Regions from separate parts of the Gossypium hirsutum genome. Here regions 1, 2 and 3 are each linked to region 4. The links are chromatin contacts, called in public Hi-C maps. All regions are on one chromosome and are shown on one strand. Each heading gives the region's core, a stretch centred on a gene start, on an enhancer-like site or on the middle of the called end of the contact. The rest is flanking DNA. Distances are from core to core; before and after follow the strand shown. Region 1 holds the start of LOC107912604 (protein OS-9 homolog). Region 2 holds the start of LOC107912568 (heparanase-like protein 3). Region 3 holds the start of LOC107912596 (leucine-rich repeat-containing G-protein coupled receptor 4). Region 4 holds the start of LOC107912578 (protein S-acyltransferase 24).

Region 1 (4,253 bases), core at 1,643-4,142, 220 kb after region 4:
TTCTTTCGGGTTTTCAAGGCTTCTTAGGACCTATCTTTTTAAATTACTTGCTGTTCAACTTCTTTTCTTTATTTTTGTTTTGTGTCGATTCTTTATTGATCTATTTGCTCTTCTTGTTTTGTTTTCAGCCCTTTCCATCTTAAAGAATCGATAAATCTTTCTCTTGTTGGCAGCAAGGAATCGGCCTTAAATCCCCAATTTCTAGGGTTCTTGTCATTCCTTACATATTCTGATTGGGGGCCATTCGGTTGCTGGAATTTGGGGAAATCAACTTGGGTGTTCAATTGGGCCGAATCGTAGCCTTTGTTCACTTCCCGAATCGTTTTATTCCATCGATTTCTTTCTTTCCTTCTTGCCGCACCAACCTTTATATTTCTTTAGCAATCTGATCGTTTTGATTTGTTTTCTGTTTTGGTGTTCTTTAACAGATTCGGCTGGTTGGGAAATCAATCTTGGAGATCGATTTCGTGTTCTTGCATTTCGAAATAACATCTATTCATAAGTTCTTTGATTCTTGGCTATTCTTAGTTGTTTTTGGGGATTTAATTTCATTCTGAATTACTTTTAATCTTATTTGTCGTTTTGATTTTAGATCTGTTCGATAGAGCCTCGTAGGAGTTTTCTCGTGACTTGGCAACTCGATCTTGGTTCGCGCGCAACCCTCTATCAACTTGACTCTTTTCTTGTCCTTAAGCAAACATACCAAACATGTAAAAGAAAATATAACTCTTGGACTAAATCAGGCAATTAAGTCACATAGTGGTAAAACATCGAACTCATATGAGAACTATCTCACATGCAACTTAAGAGTGATATCTAGTTAACTTGTTTATTCCTAATGCAAACATAGTTAGTTCGCTAAGTTAAAATGTCAATAGATGTAAATGCAATGGAAATAAACATATGTACAAGTGTTATCCATCAAAATAAATTATGCAGATCAATCATAGATATTTAAAAAGAATTAGTCATGTTCATTCAAAAAAATGCAAGTTATTTACTAATTATTATGTTGGTGGCTTATTCGGGTCCCAAAGGTCTTACAGGCTTGTAACATTCTAAGGCTTAGGACAGTTCAGAATTCAAAAAATAGATACTTAAAACAGGTTCAAGCACTAGAAATGATTAAGTACATGACATTGTTCCCTATTTGCCCCCAATTAATTTGCACGCTCACCTCCTTATTCCTACTTCTCTTGCCTACCTTATTCCTCCTAAAATGATAGAAGGTACTACACGAGATTAGCACATACAAAATTTTGTATTTGTGAACTAAAAGATTTTCATTTTCGAGCTTAATTTGATTTAGCTCTCTTTTTTTTTTATTTTGCACTTTTTCGTTCACCATTTTTTTAACATACTGATTTGCGTAATCTCTTCATTTTCCTTTTCTCACACAAAGCCACCATGATTTCTCTACCTATCCCTCAATGTCCATGGCCCGACGTCCATTACATAGTGCATTTTAAAGAATGAGACTAAGAAGGATTGAGTGCTAGACTCGTTTAGGTTCAAGGCTTTGATATTAAGGTTACAAAGAAAGGGTACTTGAGGCTCAAAATATGGGAACTAGAGGTACATAGCAAAAGGTAAGCTTTTAGGCTCTAGCCTAGTTCAAATAATGCCTAAGGTCTTTCTTGAATCAATCACCCAAGACCAATTCTTTCAAGCATACATCTATTTAAACGAACAATTAACAATTCAAATTATTTATTTACAAGGATCCGTATACTTTATTAATCATATGGTACACTTTATACATTTTCATTTAGGTTGTTGCCCCTAGTCTATTAACTCGGCCCATGAACAAGTCTAATCTTTCCTACCAAGTACATTTACGAAAAGAAAATTTATATTTTCTATTTTTTTACCTCTTTAATTTTTCATCTTTCCAATTAGCTTTCCACTCTACTAAGCAAAGCCTTAGTCTCTAAGCTTGGGAAATTTTCCCAACTTGGTCTAAAAAACATTTTCTCCGCATTAGTCTCAGAATTAGGGTTGTAAATGAACAGAGTGTTTGATGAACAGTTCGATTTTTGTTCGTTTATTAAGCTAATAAATAAACGAACATGAATAAGATTTTGAGGCTCGTTTATTAAACGAACCGAATACAAACAAAGCTTATTTAGTTCATTTATGTTTATGAACCAACTCATTTAAAGTTCGTTTAATAAATAATTTAAAACTCGTTTATTGTTCTATTAGTATATATTAATAAAATTATCTTGGTTTGTATTTTTTTCATTTATAATATAATTATTAATATTAATATTTGACTATTTTATATCTAAATAATATATGTGTATGTGTTTATTTATCGTTTGTTTGTTTATTTATTATTCATTAACATTGTTCATAAACATGTTCAATTATATGTTCATAAAGATGTTCGTTTAATGTTCGTGAACATGTTCGATTAAGTTAAATGAACATGTTTGTGAACATTAAACAAATGAACATGAGCACACATAATTTTAAATAAACAAATGAACATAAACAAAGGTTTGTTCGTTTAAGCTCAGTTCATTTACAACCCTACCCAAATTTAGAAACTTTCTCGAATTTGGTTTGCATTAAGGTATAACACTCTATATTGTGCCATGTCATCACTTGAAAATCAAATATATATAATTTACAATAAAATTATTAATTTTTTTAAATTATAAAAATTCAAGTGATGACGTGACATAATTTTAGAGTGTCATGTCATCATGCATTAATGGAATCCAAATTTAGGAACCAAATTGAAAAAAACTGATAAGTTTCAAGATTAATGTGAACCAAAAAAGTTTAGAGATTAAAGTTAAAAAAATTACCAAGTTAAAGGACTAAAGATTATATTATCCCTTAAAACACTTCACCTTGTATTAGAAGATGGGATAATTTCGGGGCTTAGGTCCATAAACATGTTGAAGGCTTACGCTTTTAAACACAAACAAAAACGAAGCCCATCTCCGCCAGTGTCACAGCTTTGCATGACGTGGCTACATCACATTGGTCAACCTGCGTAGACTTGAGTCATCTTCAACAGCACTGGATACATCCTTTTCCTTTTACCTATTCTTAGCAGGCACAAAACAAATTATTATTCAATATTTTTGTTTTTTTTTTAAAAGAGAAAAGCAAAAAAATAGGACAAGGCAATATGAGATTATTTGTTAGTTTGGTAGCAGTTTTATGTATCGTGTGCAGCAATGTCTTAGCCGATCAGATTTTCCCTTCTCATGTAGGTAAGCCGATATTTCATAGTTTTTTTCCCCTTTTGTGTTAATTAATCTTAATTTTGTATGTGTGGTTTTAAATTGTGGGTTTTCTTTGAGTTGAGCTCATGAGATGGACTTAAAATATCGATTCCCAGTGATTTTATTGTTTTAGATGAATGAATGTTTCCTATATTATTTGTAAGACATGCTACTTGTTTATTGTTAATTAGTAGTATATGGTTGTTCATAGGTTCCTCTTTTATTCACAATTGGAAAACGATTTGTCCGTAAAGAAATTGATGACTAAGTCATTAGTAGTGCTTGAGTAGTGAAATTAGCACCAAAGGCAGGAAGGAGCTTCATTACAGCTACATCCCTTGTTGGTTAGAGAAGGGGGTTTTGTGGTTTTGGAATTTGATTCAATTAAGTATTGTGATCAAATGGGAGATACTAGTGGTTCTTCGGTAGCCTAGGATTGATGCCTACTTTACTTCTAGGGCTTCTTGCAAGACAATATGATGAATATTTTTATGATCTGAGTAAAGTGGTCTCGGCATCAGTAGTGTTTTTTTCTTTTTCACAACTAGAAAGAATTTGCAGTTGAATTTAGTTTTTTTACTTGTGAATGCCAACTACTTTTGAAAGTGAGCATTTATTCATGAAAGCAAATTTATGCTAGGTGCTGATTGTTTGATAAATTTGGATATTATGGATCATAGCTGACCTACAGAACCACAAGTTGCTTATGTTCTTATACCTTTGTGGCTTTGGGTCAATTGAATGGTTATTGGTTCTTAAATAAAGATGGGTGAACTTTAGAAACAAATGAAACCGGAGAATGAAATAAAGAAGAAGAAAAACTAGAATGCATGGTCTTCACTCACCACAAGTGCCATTAGAAAGAGCTATTAATTGTTGCAACCTAGTCCGTCTTTGTGCGTGATTCTATCATATACAGAGTTTCCATCTAACTATTGCAACTGATTTATTGGCAATGTCATAGTCTTCTTTCTTTCTTTTTTAGTATTTAGAATATTGGTTCTACTGGGA
Region 2 (4,365 bases), core at 943-3,442, 170 kb before region 4:
TTACTGATTGTTTTGCACAGTGAGTGTAGGAGCGGATCTTGTCTGTCCCGGTGAAGCTTGTCGAAAGAACATTTCTTCCCATTAGCCGGTGCCAAAGAAGTGCACTGCAATGGAGAAAGCAGAGTATCATGCAAGTTAGGCTTAGATAAATGAAAGCTTATTTTGAAGTAATAGGTCTAATTCGAATCCTGCAAGCTCGTAATGAAAGAATTTGAAAAAGCAATTACCTGTAGTAGTCTGGATTTGGTTCAAAGTTGGTGGTGTTTAGTAAACCATAATTTCCACCAACCAGTGACTGTCTGCAATACGTTTTCGTATCATACTTGGATGCCATGCCGAGTTGATCTAAATACCTGCAATTCATGTCCCAGGAACAATGAATCAGAAATCTATCAGACAGAAAGGCCTAAGCTTCGGGATAGCAAGGTATTGCGACATTACCAGAAACTGAACACAAATGCATTTGTGACAAGATTATGGCCACTGTTGTAAGCTCCTCCAGCCTCACCCACCCAGGCAGCTGCTGAAGTTGTAGAATTCTTGATGATGTTATGAAGGCCACTGAATGTTCCGGACACGCCCTCAAGAACGGATGGATCGAGAATCTTTCCAACAAGATGGTCATCAACTCCTACACAGAGAAACACACGATTGTCAAGTTCAAACCTTCTTTCATGTCCTAAGCTCCTATACTGGATTATGCACATAGGAACCATACCTGGTCCAAGGTTGTATATGTGGTGAGTGACAACATCGAGGGACTTGTTTGTCTTATCAATATATTCCGTGAACCAATCCGAGTCATAGAACCCTCCCGGTGTGATAATTAACGGCTTCAAATCAACATTCTGGTATATCTTCTGCACTATACTTTGCAGAGCTGCTGTGTCAGCCGCATACTGGTCTGCAGAGACCCGAGTTCCGACCCCGCTTCCGCACAATTCATTTCCTGACAAGCGAAAGATAACAAAAATAATGTGTTTCGGTCGATACATTATCAAGAATTCAGACATATCATGTATAGTTCTTTTACCTAACTCCCAACCGTGAATGGTATAGTTCTTGTCAACAGTGTATTGCATAAAAGATTCGGCATTGGTGTAGTTCCAAGCACCTACGGCTGAACCATCAGAGGCTATAGTTCGACCAGCAAGTGCATTTAATCCAAAAATAACCTTAGCTCTGAATAATCAAACAGCTGAATTAAATTAATGGTGGAATTAAGAATTCATAATGTTGAAGCTCAAGGAAAATTGAAAATGGTGTTTATACCCTGCTTTTTGAAAGAAGGAATTAAGGTCATCCCATCTATTCATTGGCAAACATCCTTGTGTAAAACCAAACATCTCAGAAGTGTTTTTGACAAATGAAGTGCAGGGTAGTTGATTGTCATCAGTGTCATATATGACTTTGTCTTGTAATGTGCCGCCCAACCTAATCTTCAATGGTGAAAAAGCTGAAAAATATAGGGACTGGTAAATAAATAAAATAGAATAATTGAGATGGATTTTTATGGGAAAGAATTGCCTTACCTTTAACGGCATTCAAGAATAAGTTTTTATTAAGATCCTGCAAAAGAAAAAAAAAAGAAAAGAAAAGGAAGATGAAACAACATCTCAGCCAAAACCACTTTTAAACTGGGAAAATATGCTTTTTCCAGATTGAAACAGAAATACCCTCAAAAGTGTGAAAAGACCCATTATGTTCATTATGAAAATCATTGTCAAACAACAAAGAAAAGAAGAAGAAAAACCAGATTGAGAAGCCCAGCAAGGCCCCAACTGCATGTCCCATAATCACATTTCTCAGGAGGCCACCAATCCAAAGTAGCACAAATGAAATCATCATCTATTCTACCAATCGGAGCTTTTCCATCAATGAAAACAGTCCCTTCAGCACTTGCATCAGCTTGTGAACTTACAAAACTCAAGCTGTAGAAGTTTAACAAACTAATAAAACAAACCCAGAAACAAAAACCCATCTTTGGATTCAACTCAGGAAGAAGAAAAAATATTTAGATCTTCAATGTTCTGGAAATGGAGCTGAAGATATATTAAGTTCCCATAGGAGGCAAAAGTAAAAGATTGAACTTTTTTTCTTTAATAAAAAGGGGGACAAAAAGTGAAAATAAAAGCAGAAAGAGGAGGATATTATATATATATATAAAAGGTTTTTATGGAAATGGGGAGAATCAAGTTAAGCTTCTTTCCATGTTCGTTTAATTAAGTTAGCAGTTTAGAATTAGTTGCATTAAGTGGGACCATTATGGGCTGTTGTTCTCTTTCATCTTTGCATTCCCTTAAGGAAAACAGCAAAGATTTCTTTTTTATTTATTTTGCTTTTTGAACCTATCAAACAAAACTGAATCTAAAGGTTGTGGGATCCACTGTTTTGTAAGAACCTTGAAAGCATGAAGAACGTCAAAGCCGCAAACCCTCGGCTTTGTTAAAATATGTAGTTACTCCCTGTACTTTGTCAAATTTTGAGATTTAGTCCCTAAGCTAAAAATTAATTCCTCCTTTTTTTAGAAAAAAATCAGTCAAATAATTAAAATCAAAAGTATTTTTTTTCAAAATTTGATTAGATTGTGCTCGTATAATTAACAGAAAATAAAGATGTTACATTGACAAATTTTGACAGAAACTACCAATGACGATTATAATTGGACTAGAGTTTTTAAATTAAAAAATTAAAAAAAAAGACTGAATCTTTTTACGTTTTAAAGTAACAGGGACTAACTGCACAATTTAAACCTAGATATAATGAAAAGATAATGGTATAGGTTAGGGATTCCTCGTAACAAAATTTCATTTTTGCTTAATATATGGTTAGTGCTGTATAGAGCATTGAAAATATATACGTGGACATCGAGTAGTGTGTATTAAAAAGTGAAATTAATTTATGATTGAAATAATATAGATATTCCATTATCAAATGTGTTAGGACGTTGGTTTTTTTGTTTTAGCTACTAATAAATGGAAGCAAATAGGGAGAAACGTAAATGAACAAGTTGGAAGAAACCCACGTCAGCATCATTAAATATTCTTCATTGTTTTACGATTGGATGACCAAAGCTTTGATTATAAAACAAGTGCATACCACTCATACGAGGATTCCTCAAATAATAACAAGATTGAAGGCATATTTTGGTGATCCAACTAAAACTGAGATATTCACCACTACTTTGTATTAAATAAAAATTAACTAAACAAAATAATATATCTCAATTTCCTCTTTTAAATTCTTTATTTATTTAGTACATATCATCTCACTACAGGATAAAAAAATTATTTCTAATTCTAGTATACATTTTTTTTAATTTTAATTTATTAAAACTATTTGTAAACTTTTACAAATATGATGACATCTATAAATATTTTTATGTTACTTATTTTTAATTTATAAAAATTTAATAATTTTTTTCTAAATCAATTATTTATTCAAGAGAATGTTCATATATGCTCTACTGAGAAGGGATTGTATGACACTGTGATTCCACGTCATCCTTATCTCTTTTTAATAGTAGAATGACAAATCAGGTTTTTCCTCCTGATTTTTAGCATTTTTAGTTGGATTTGAATGTTTTAAGGAGGAAAAAGCTAAAAATTAGGAAAAAAAATCTGATTTGTCATTATCCTATAGGAAATGGATAAAAATGACGTAGAATCATAGTTTCATATAATCCTTCCTCATGCTTTACTATCTTATCATCTAATCTGATAAATAAATATATAAACTAATTCATGCATTCCGGATATTTTTTGTTACCAACAAAATTTGTTTGTTGAGTGATTTAAAACTTAGAATGTCATTCTATACTAATCCCTACAATATGACTTCACCTTAAAATGGAGTATTCTCCTTTCACTTGAATTGAAATCAAAGCAATTTTGAGAGTATTGCTTGGGTTTTATTTTTTTGTTGAAAACAATTGTCATATTCGTATTATAATCGAAATGAAATGTTCATCTTCAATCAAAAGTTGGTCCTATTGCTGTTCTCAAACTAGTTAGTTGGAGAGTTTCAGCAAACATGTCTTTCCCATATTGATGAGAGTATGGTGAGGCATCTACCTAGACCAAAAGGGAACCCACCAACACCATTACTTCAAGGTTAGTTAAGGCGAAGCTTTTCCTTGTTTTTGTTGTACATTCACCTAACACTCCTTTCTTATTTGGAAATCTAATTATTGTTTTAAGCTGTCAAGTTCCTGTCATCCACTAACACACCCACCTTCGATGTTATCCAATGCAAGCAAATCTTCATGTGCACTTGAAGAAAAGCTTCAGTTTTTTACCTAGAATGAACAAGGTTCCAAAACTATGAGAGCTGGCTGGTTATGCAAGGGAACTCTATGTATTCTCC
Region 3 (3,965 bases), core at 329-2,828, 130 kb after region 4:
TTATATCTCTACTTTAGGGTGAATTGTAATGAAATAGGAAAACAATATGGTTTAAGGAGGTAAAAAGAAATAGGCTTATTGGTAAATGATGCCCTTAGTGGAAAATCAGAAAATCAATTAAGCCCTCAACAAAATTTAGCACTCAATTGGGCCCTTAAAGGATGAAATATTAATCAATCAAGCCCTTTCGTTAATGTTAACTAGGTTTGACCGTTAAATCTCGCTGGCGTGGTTGACAAACCAATCGAAATGTGACACATAGTGGCCACATGTACATCATGCTGACATGACATTTTGTCACATCAACAAATATTTTTAAAAAAATAAATATTTAAAAAAATCTATGATGAACTTGGACAAATGATTGTCCAGATTCATTTGGATGGCAACACGTGACTGCTACGTGTCTTTCGATTGGTCTATCAAACACATCAGCGAATCTTAATGGTCAAAAATGGTCAATATTAACAGAGGAGTTTGATTGATTAGTTTTCATCCTTTAAAGGCTCAATTGGGTGATAATTTTTGTTAAGGGCTTCATAATTTTTTTATTTTTCATTAAGGACTTTTTACCAATAATTCCAAGAAATATAATATAAATAAATAGAATGATAGTTGTAACTTAGGTAATTTATACCAAAAGTTTGGGTTACTCGTTGCATGGTTGTTGATTATCGGTATAGTCACGTTAGTGTGTTGATCTTCTTAATGTGTTTAATGATGAGCTTGCTAGTCTTGCAACCTTGATTGCTCATGATCCTTTCTAGCTAGCTTGTTGAATCTTTGTTATTAATAACTAGATTAATTAAATGTTCTAGGCCTTGTGAATTTTTTTTGAAGGGGGATAATCTTTTAGTATCGGATATAACCTAATACGTGAGCCAGTATAAATAGTTTAAAAGTGTACTTTGATAAATGCTGTTTGAATCGGATTGATCTATGGGATCGAGAATCAATTGAGATATTGAATTGATGAGAAAAATAAATTATCTCGCTAACTAAATAATTGACAACTAAATCAATTTTTATAATTTTTAATAATTTATTTATTTTTAATCATCTAAACCAATTGAATCGATACTGAAAATTATTTTCAATTCCATAAACATTAATTTAAAATTTTCAAAAGACATTTAAAAGTCACAAAGCAAATAAAAAATATCACTATTTAGGAGTACTAAGGAAACAATTATGTAAATGATGTCACGAGCGTGATCAAATAAAATGCAAAATAATAAGGTAAAGATTTTAAATAAATTATTATTATTATCCATCTAAATTCAACAAGCAAAATAAAAATAAAAAATAAAAGAAGAAGAAGACAAGCATGGCGGCTACGTGAATGATGGGTATTGACTAAGTAGCTTGTAGAAGGAGAATATGAAAATAAAATTGGATAAACTTCTTTTTTTTTTTTGTTTCCCCTTCTCGCCGGCCCGCGAGCCGAAACGGTCCAGCAGAAAGAACAGGGACTATGTGGGACCCACATTTCCCTATCGCTCTTATCTCATACACCACCACCTGTCCTTTTCCATCAAAGTTTCTCCACGTGGCACTCATCAGGCGGCTTCAAAGTCTCCACACTCCCCCTCACTTCTTCTACTTGTTTCCCCTGCTTTCTTGCTCTTTCAGTTTCACTTCCTCCTCCTTCTTCTTCTTCCATTTCTATTTCTCTGCAAGTGTTTTGCCTTTTTCCGCTCTGATTATGATCTGATGATTATATCTCTCTTTCTAAGGTCTCCTTTTTCTCTCTTTTTTTTTTTTGTGATAATGATCGTTATTCGATACTGTGGTCTTTATTTCTTAGGATCTTTTTTCCGTCCTTTCTTTTTTTGATTCCTCAAGAGGAAAAAAAAGTTAAAGTTCTTTTATTTTATTTTGCCAAAGCACCAGAAATCAACTATCCTTAGCTCTTCGCTCCTTAAATTGTGAATTTTTATGAGGAAGTTTTTTTTTCTTTTGACGTGTTACATTGATAATCTTTTCTCTTCTTTTTTTTGTAAAAAGAAAAACTTTTGTTGATGATAGAGTAGACAGGTGAATGTGGTGTAAAAAGTAAAAACACTTCCTGATCATCGTTTCATATGATCTTTTTATTTTTTTAAATGTTTAGTTGCATTTATTAATTTTATTTTATGGTTTAACGAGGGAGGTTATGCGTTGTCCTTTAAATGGGGTTTTGAATACTTATTCTCGGGGTTTGTAATTTATGTATGTTGGCTTTTTCGGGATGCAAGTTAAGAATTAGATGCAGCTTAATTTGTTATTTAAACACTTAAACGTTCTGTTTCTTAAGCTTGTTTTTTCCCCTTTAATTACTGTATTTATTGTTAATCAATGCTCACGACGAGATATCCCTTAAACTATTCAAAGTTTGATTTCAGGAGCTTCTTTGTAACTGTTGCTTTCGTTGGCTCTGATTTTGATTTATTTTTTCTTTTTTTATGAATCTATGACCGTTTCTGTTTACCAACGAGAATTTTGCATTCACAATGCTCGGGATGAATACTGCTAGCTTTGATTTATACATAAGTCCTATGTCACTTATGCGAGATAATGGTTTTGTTGGTCTTTTGATTTTGCATTCATAGTACACTTTAAAGAGCTGACTCTCTGATGCTGTTGCTTCTGTTCAGTTGTGTTGTAAGGTGAAGCAGCTTTTAGACTTCAGAGTTCAGCCCATGTTTGATGGTTCTAAAATGGGGAGTAAATTGGTTTTTCTTCTTGCTTCATGATATTTATTGATAATTTATTAGGCTATTAGTCAAATGGGGGGAGTGTGTTCAAGGAAAAGAGACCAACAGGTCGTTGAAGATGGAATGAGAAGAGGAGTGTCTGGAAGGTACGGAAAAAGTGGTAGTTCAAAGTGGCTTCTAACCTCCTTTTCTCGGCCCATGGTGGTTCACCAGCCTGGATTGGCCATTTGCCCGTCTCTCATGGAATTATGCATCGATAAAATATGCGAAGTATATCTTATCACATTGGTATTTGGCATGTCCTTAAGGGGAATTTTTTTTTCTTTTTTTCTTGAAATTATATTCTTTTCCTGTCACAGGACATCAACCAGTATAGTTCATTCACAATGCTGCCAAAGGATATAAGTCAACAAATTTTCAACAAGTTGGTTTTATCTCATCTTCTTACTGATGTTTTTCTTCAAAAGTTTCGTGATTGTGCTCTAGAGGTGAGTTTTCCCTAAATGGTTAAAAATGGAGCACCTTTATTTTTTTATGTCTTCACAGAGAATGAAATTTACCTGATTTTCATCGTGTTGACAGGATGTTTGGTTGGGTGAATATCCCGGAGTGCAGGATAGTTGGATGGATGTCATCTCTACACAAGGGACATCTTTACTTTCTGTCGATCTTTCTGGTTCTGATGTGACAGATATTGGCTTGGGTCTCCTAAAAGAGTGCTCGAGTCTCCAAGCCTTAACTTTTAACCACTGTGAAAATATTTCAGAAATTGGACTGAAGCATATTAGTGGTAATGTTCTATTTCTTTCTAGATTCTAGCTTGACAAGATACTTGTATAGAATTACAAGTCTTCTGTAAGTAAAGATAAAATATGTTTTTCCTTTTATTTATTTTCTGTAGTGGACCAATGATACTGAAAAGTTGGGGCAGATTCTATTTCAAGGTTTTTTTTTGCTATTTTGTGCTGTTTCTTATTTAAATTCATATTTCATAGGGGAACAAAAAAAACCTAAAATAAAGATGGCATGCTTCCAATATAACATGTTTGGAAACCGTTAAGTATGAAGTATCTATTAAATGTGTTGTAAAAATTAAAGAAATCCCATAAAACTCTTAAGTGATCGTGGTTAGAGAAATGTTATTCCCATATAATCTATTTTATTAATAGTACAATCAAATTTTGCATAATAGTGTCGTTCTGTGGTTAGGATATCTATGCAATAGTTCTTTGGATTGGCATGCTGTTTGACATTATTTTTGTGCTGATC
Region 4 (4,090 bases), core at 210-2,709:
TTCAAAACTAATCTAACATTCTTAACATGGTCATCAATTATGCAACTATAGATTAAAATTTCATGAAAGTAAACAACAACAAATTTACCTAAATATTGTCTCAAAATGTGATTCATCACTTTCATGAAAACACTAGGTGCATCAGTTAAACCAAAAGGCATTACCAACCACTCATGAAGTCTATATTTGGTTTTAAAGTCCTTGTTCTATTTATCATCACCTTTCATTAGAATTTGATGATAACTCCTTTTGAGATAAATTTTAATTAATATGGATGCACCATGTGATTCATCAAGCATATCGTCAAGTCTAGGAATTGGATGCTTATATTTAATGGTAAGACTATTAATAGCTCTACAATCAACATACATTCTAAAACTACCAACTTTAGGCACTAAAATTATCGAAACCATGTAAGGACTAAGGGATTCTTGAATATGTCCCTTTTTCTATAGTTCTTGCGCTTACATTTGCAACTCCTTTATATATTTATGATTACTCTAATAAGCTAGTCGATTAAAAATTATGAAACTCAACAAAAAGTTGGTTTAATACTCAATGCCTCAAAAAATTAGTAAACTTGTAGGCATCTCATTTGGAAAACATCTTCAAATTTGTACAAACAAGAAACAAACATAGTAGGCAATTCTTGTCAAGGTTGGATGAACATAGTAGGCAAATTTTGTGAAGGTCAAACCAACCTAACAGTGAACTCGGATCAACCAAGAAACTACTGCTAAGAGTCCCAAGGGACCCACCGCATCAGTGATGCACAAAAGGCCAAGTCTGAGATAGTCTATCCTCTTCATCATCATCTCGGATTCTAATTTTACAAACACTATCACTATACTCTATCATGATAAGGCTGTTTGAGAATAGTTTCCCATAGATCTATTGGGTGGTACCCTTACCTTGTCAAATCTCATATATACACTAGAAATAACTAGAGATTGAAAACTAAAAACTAAAACTAAAACTAAAACTAAAACTGCTTTCAGAAAAGGGTTGAATGGACAAAATAAAAATCCACGAAAGTGTGGAGAAAAATTATGATAATGTGGACTGAGATTAAGAAAAATTAAAATAGAAGGTGTGACTCGCAGATAATACCAAAATTGACCCACTTCTGAAAAAAATTTTGATTTAAAAAAGTTGAATAACTAAAATATTATGAGATGAATTTTGTTATTGACGTCGTAGAAGGTTTTATTTATTTATAATAAATCCCTTCTTGTAATAAAACTTTCCAAAGCCTGTCTCCTAGATGATTTGGATGGTGGGTTTTTCTGTAAAATTATTTTTCAAGAAAATAACTTTTTAATATTTTAATGAAAATAAAGGTTTTTAAAAAATATAACACTAAGGAGTATAAATATAAATAAGAAATACAAAGTTGCGTTGATGAAAAATGAGTAAAATAAGAAATAAATACAAGTTGACAAAAGGAAAGGAACATGTTGAATGATGTAAATAGGTAAAGTTGACGGGGTCAATGAGCAAACATTAGAAAGAAAAGAGAGAAACAATCGGCAATGGATCTTCCTTCCCTTGTCTCTGAAATTGACTTTCATTCCTACGGATAATCGCTTTGGCTTTCGATTGGTTTCGGCCTCTTTAGTCAAAACGGAAAGGACGCCAAAGCGCAACCACATTCCTCCCCCCCTTCCCCTTCTCCTTCTTTCCTCGAAAAACCCTAACCGGCCCCACCATTTTTCATTTTTTTTTCCAATTTAAGAGAAAACTAAAAAAAATTATTCAGAAACAAAGTCAACCGGAGATAATTGGAAAGGAGATTTCGATTTTTCCTTCTTAGGACTGTTTTGGTTGTTGGGTTTTTTTGGAGAGATGTCGTCGGAGATCGAGGTTGTTGAAGACGTTCAACCCTTGAAGCAATCGGATGGCGTTGTGGCGAATGGAAATGGATATTATGGGGGAGGGAACAATGGGGTTGTTGGTGGTTTCGTTGATGATGAGAGCTTGAGGAATGATGTCTACACGGTTGCTGCTTATGGGGATTTGGAGAAGCTCCAAAGGTTGGTTGAGTACGAGGGTCGCTCTCTTTCCGAGCCTGATGGCCTTGGTTACTATGCCCTCCAATGGGCTGCTTTGAATAATAGAACAGCTGCTGCTCAGTACATCATCGAGGTCTTTTATCCTTCTTTTTATGGTTGTTTTGATGGATTTTCTGAATTGCCTTTTATTGTCAGAGTTTGGAGTTGATTGTATTTATTATTCAACTGGGTTTATTGGGTATCTGGTTTATGGATTCCTTATCTTTAAAAAGTTTGCTTGATCAGGCTTTTAATGGGTTTACTGAAATGGTTTTTGGGAATCCATGCTTTTGAGCTGTGTCATGTTGGTATTGAAGTTTTCATTAGATTAAATTCGGTTGAAGTGACTGGTTTTTGGGTTTTCTTTATTTGCTAGCATGGTGGAGATATACATGCAGCAGATCACAATGGGCAGACAGCCTTGCATTGGAGTGCAGTCCGAGGTGCGATACAAGTTGCTGATATTTTACTCCAAGAGGGTGCTCGGGTGCATGCTGCTGACATCTATGGCTACCAGGTGAAATTATATGGTTCTTGTCAAATGGATTTGGGAATGTGATCAGTGATGTAAATAAATGTCTAAACAGTGCTGGCTGTTTAGACATTCTTCTCTGCTTGAAGTTGGTTTTATACCAGCATAAGCATCATTTATATATGTTTTAGGAGCAGTAGAACTCAGCAGTATATGGTTTTCATTAAATCATATTGATCTTTTGAGGCTTAAAGAAGATATATTTTTGCTATGCATTTTAGTCAAGACTGTTGCTGCAGATGATATTTGTTCCCTTTCTCTCCTAGTTTAGGACCTCAAAAAATGTTGAAGTGCTATGCATTCTTGTTTACTCTGGCTTGCTAACCTATTAAATCCCCCTTATATTTCCTCTCTAATTTTTCTCCTTTTAGTATCGTCTCTATCATATTCTAATTTATGCAGCTGTTCTTCACTGCTGTTGGTGATACACTTTCTTTTCCCTTTTCTCGTGGTTGTGTTTTTTTTTCTTGGTCTTGAAGTTTATAATGCAAGTGTGGGCTTATGCTTCTTAAGTTGATGCACAAACTTATGCTTTCATTTTTTCTGTTTACAATTTGTTTGTGGGATGATAATGTAATACATGTACTTATTGCTCTCACTCCAACCTCCAGATGGATGCACGTTTATTTAATGTAATTTGATGCAGGTAACACATGTTGCCACCCAGTATGGTCAGACTGCTTTCCTGTATCATATTGTTTCAAAATGGAATGCTGACCCTGATATTCCAGATTATAGTGGGAGTAGTCCTTTGCACTGGTAAGAGGAAGTTCATTTACCTTACTCTTTATTCACTTGGATGGTCCAAGATATGTCTGCATAATGTGAAGTCAGATCTGTTATATTTATTTCTTTGCACTGCTTAAATATTGTAACTATTTTGTTCATTTCTTTCGTACAAATTGCTTGATTGCAAATGCAGTTTACAAGAATCAGATCTGTTATATTTATTCTAACTTCCTTGCAATATGTATAATACTAGGGCCGCTTATAAAGGTTTTGCCGATTGCATACGTCTTCTTTTATTTCTCGATGCTGATAGAGGGCGTCAGGACAAAGAGGGTAATTTTCTTATTCTTAGATTTAAAGTGCCATTTCTATGTAATTTCATCTGTTAATCTAGTATAGACAATATGTACCTGTGAAATATTTAATTGCATGCATAATTTTGCTTGACTAACCATGCTTCATCTTTTAATCAGGTTGCACTCCTCTCCATTGGGCAGCTATTAAGGGTAATCTAGAAGCTTGCACTGTCTTAGTACAAGCTGGCAAGAAGGAGGACTTGATGATCACTGATAATTCTGGCCTTACACCTGCACAGCTTGCTTCTGAAAAAAATCACAGACAAGTTGCTTTTTTCCTTGTAGGTTCCATAGCATCTAGCTTGGTTAATGATTGTTCTTATGGTAACAGTTTAATATATATATTTGTTTTTGTCTTTAATCTTACGCAATTCAAGCCCTTTGTTGCTAATTATAACTGAATGCCTTGGGCTAAATGAAAG

The links. A called contact is a pair of places that touch in the nucleus more often than the background predicts.
Region 1: a Hi-C map of leaf shows a contact between it and region 4, with 1.8 times the contacts expected there. The contact joins the promoter of LOC107912604 here to the promoter of LOC107912578 in region 4. A contact is called at or near these places in 8 of 34 Hi-C or Micro-C datasets (callus, hypocotyl, leaf and 1 more).
Region 2: a Hi-C map of fibers shows a contact between it and region 4, with 1.6 times the contacts expected there. The contact joins the promoter of LOC107912568 here to the promoter of LOC107912578 in region 4. A contact is called at or near these places in 3 of 34 Hi-C or Micro-C datasets (callus, fibers and leaf).
Region 3: a contact with region 4 is called in a Hi-C map of leaf, with 1.7 times the contacts expected there. The contact joins the promoter of LOC107912596 here to the promoter of LOC107912578 in region 4. A contact is called at or near these places in 17 of 34 Hi-C or Micro-C datasets (anther, callus, hypocotyl and 3 more).

Annotation. Positions count from the first base shown.
Region 1 is chrD08:24,494,700-24,498,952 of Gossypium_hirsutum_v2.1, forward strand. It overlaps LOC107912604 (protein OS-9 homolog), which reads left to right and starts at 2,893. Exons shown (of 8, transcript XM_016840855.2): 1 at 2,893-3,230. The coding sequence starts at 3,146.
Region 2 is chrD08:24,110,560-24,114,924 of Gossypium_hirsutum_v2.1, forward strand. LOC107912568 (heparanase-like protein 3) reads right to left here and starts at 2,193. Exons shown (of 9, transcript XM_016840810.2): 1 at 1,754-2,193; 2 at 1,533-1,569; 3 at 1,273-1,456; 4 at 1,034-1,182; 5 at 719-949; 6 at 442-631; 7 at 228-353; 8 at 5-104. The coding sequence starts at 1,981.
Region 3 is chrD08:24,413,923-24,417,887 of Gossypium_hirsutum_v2.1, forward strand. LOC107912596 (leucine-rich repeat-containing G-protein coupled receptor 4) reads left to right here and starts at 1,579. Exons shown (of 16, transcript XM_016840841.2): 1 at 1,579-1,736; 2 at 2,637-2,966; 3 at 3,056-3,184; 4 at 3,279-3,486. The coding sequence starts at 2,769.
Region 4 is chrD08:24,280,598-24,284,687 of Gossypium_hirsutum_v2.1, forward strand. LOC107912578 (protein S-acyltransferase 24) reads left to right here and starts at 1,460. Exons shown (of 13, transcript XM_016840823.2): 1 at 1,460-2,145; 2 at 2,428-2,568; 3 at 3,230-3,342; 4 at 3,566-3,645; 5 at 3,786-3,949. The coding sequence starts at 1,846.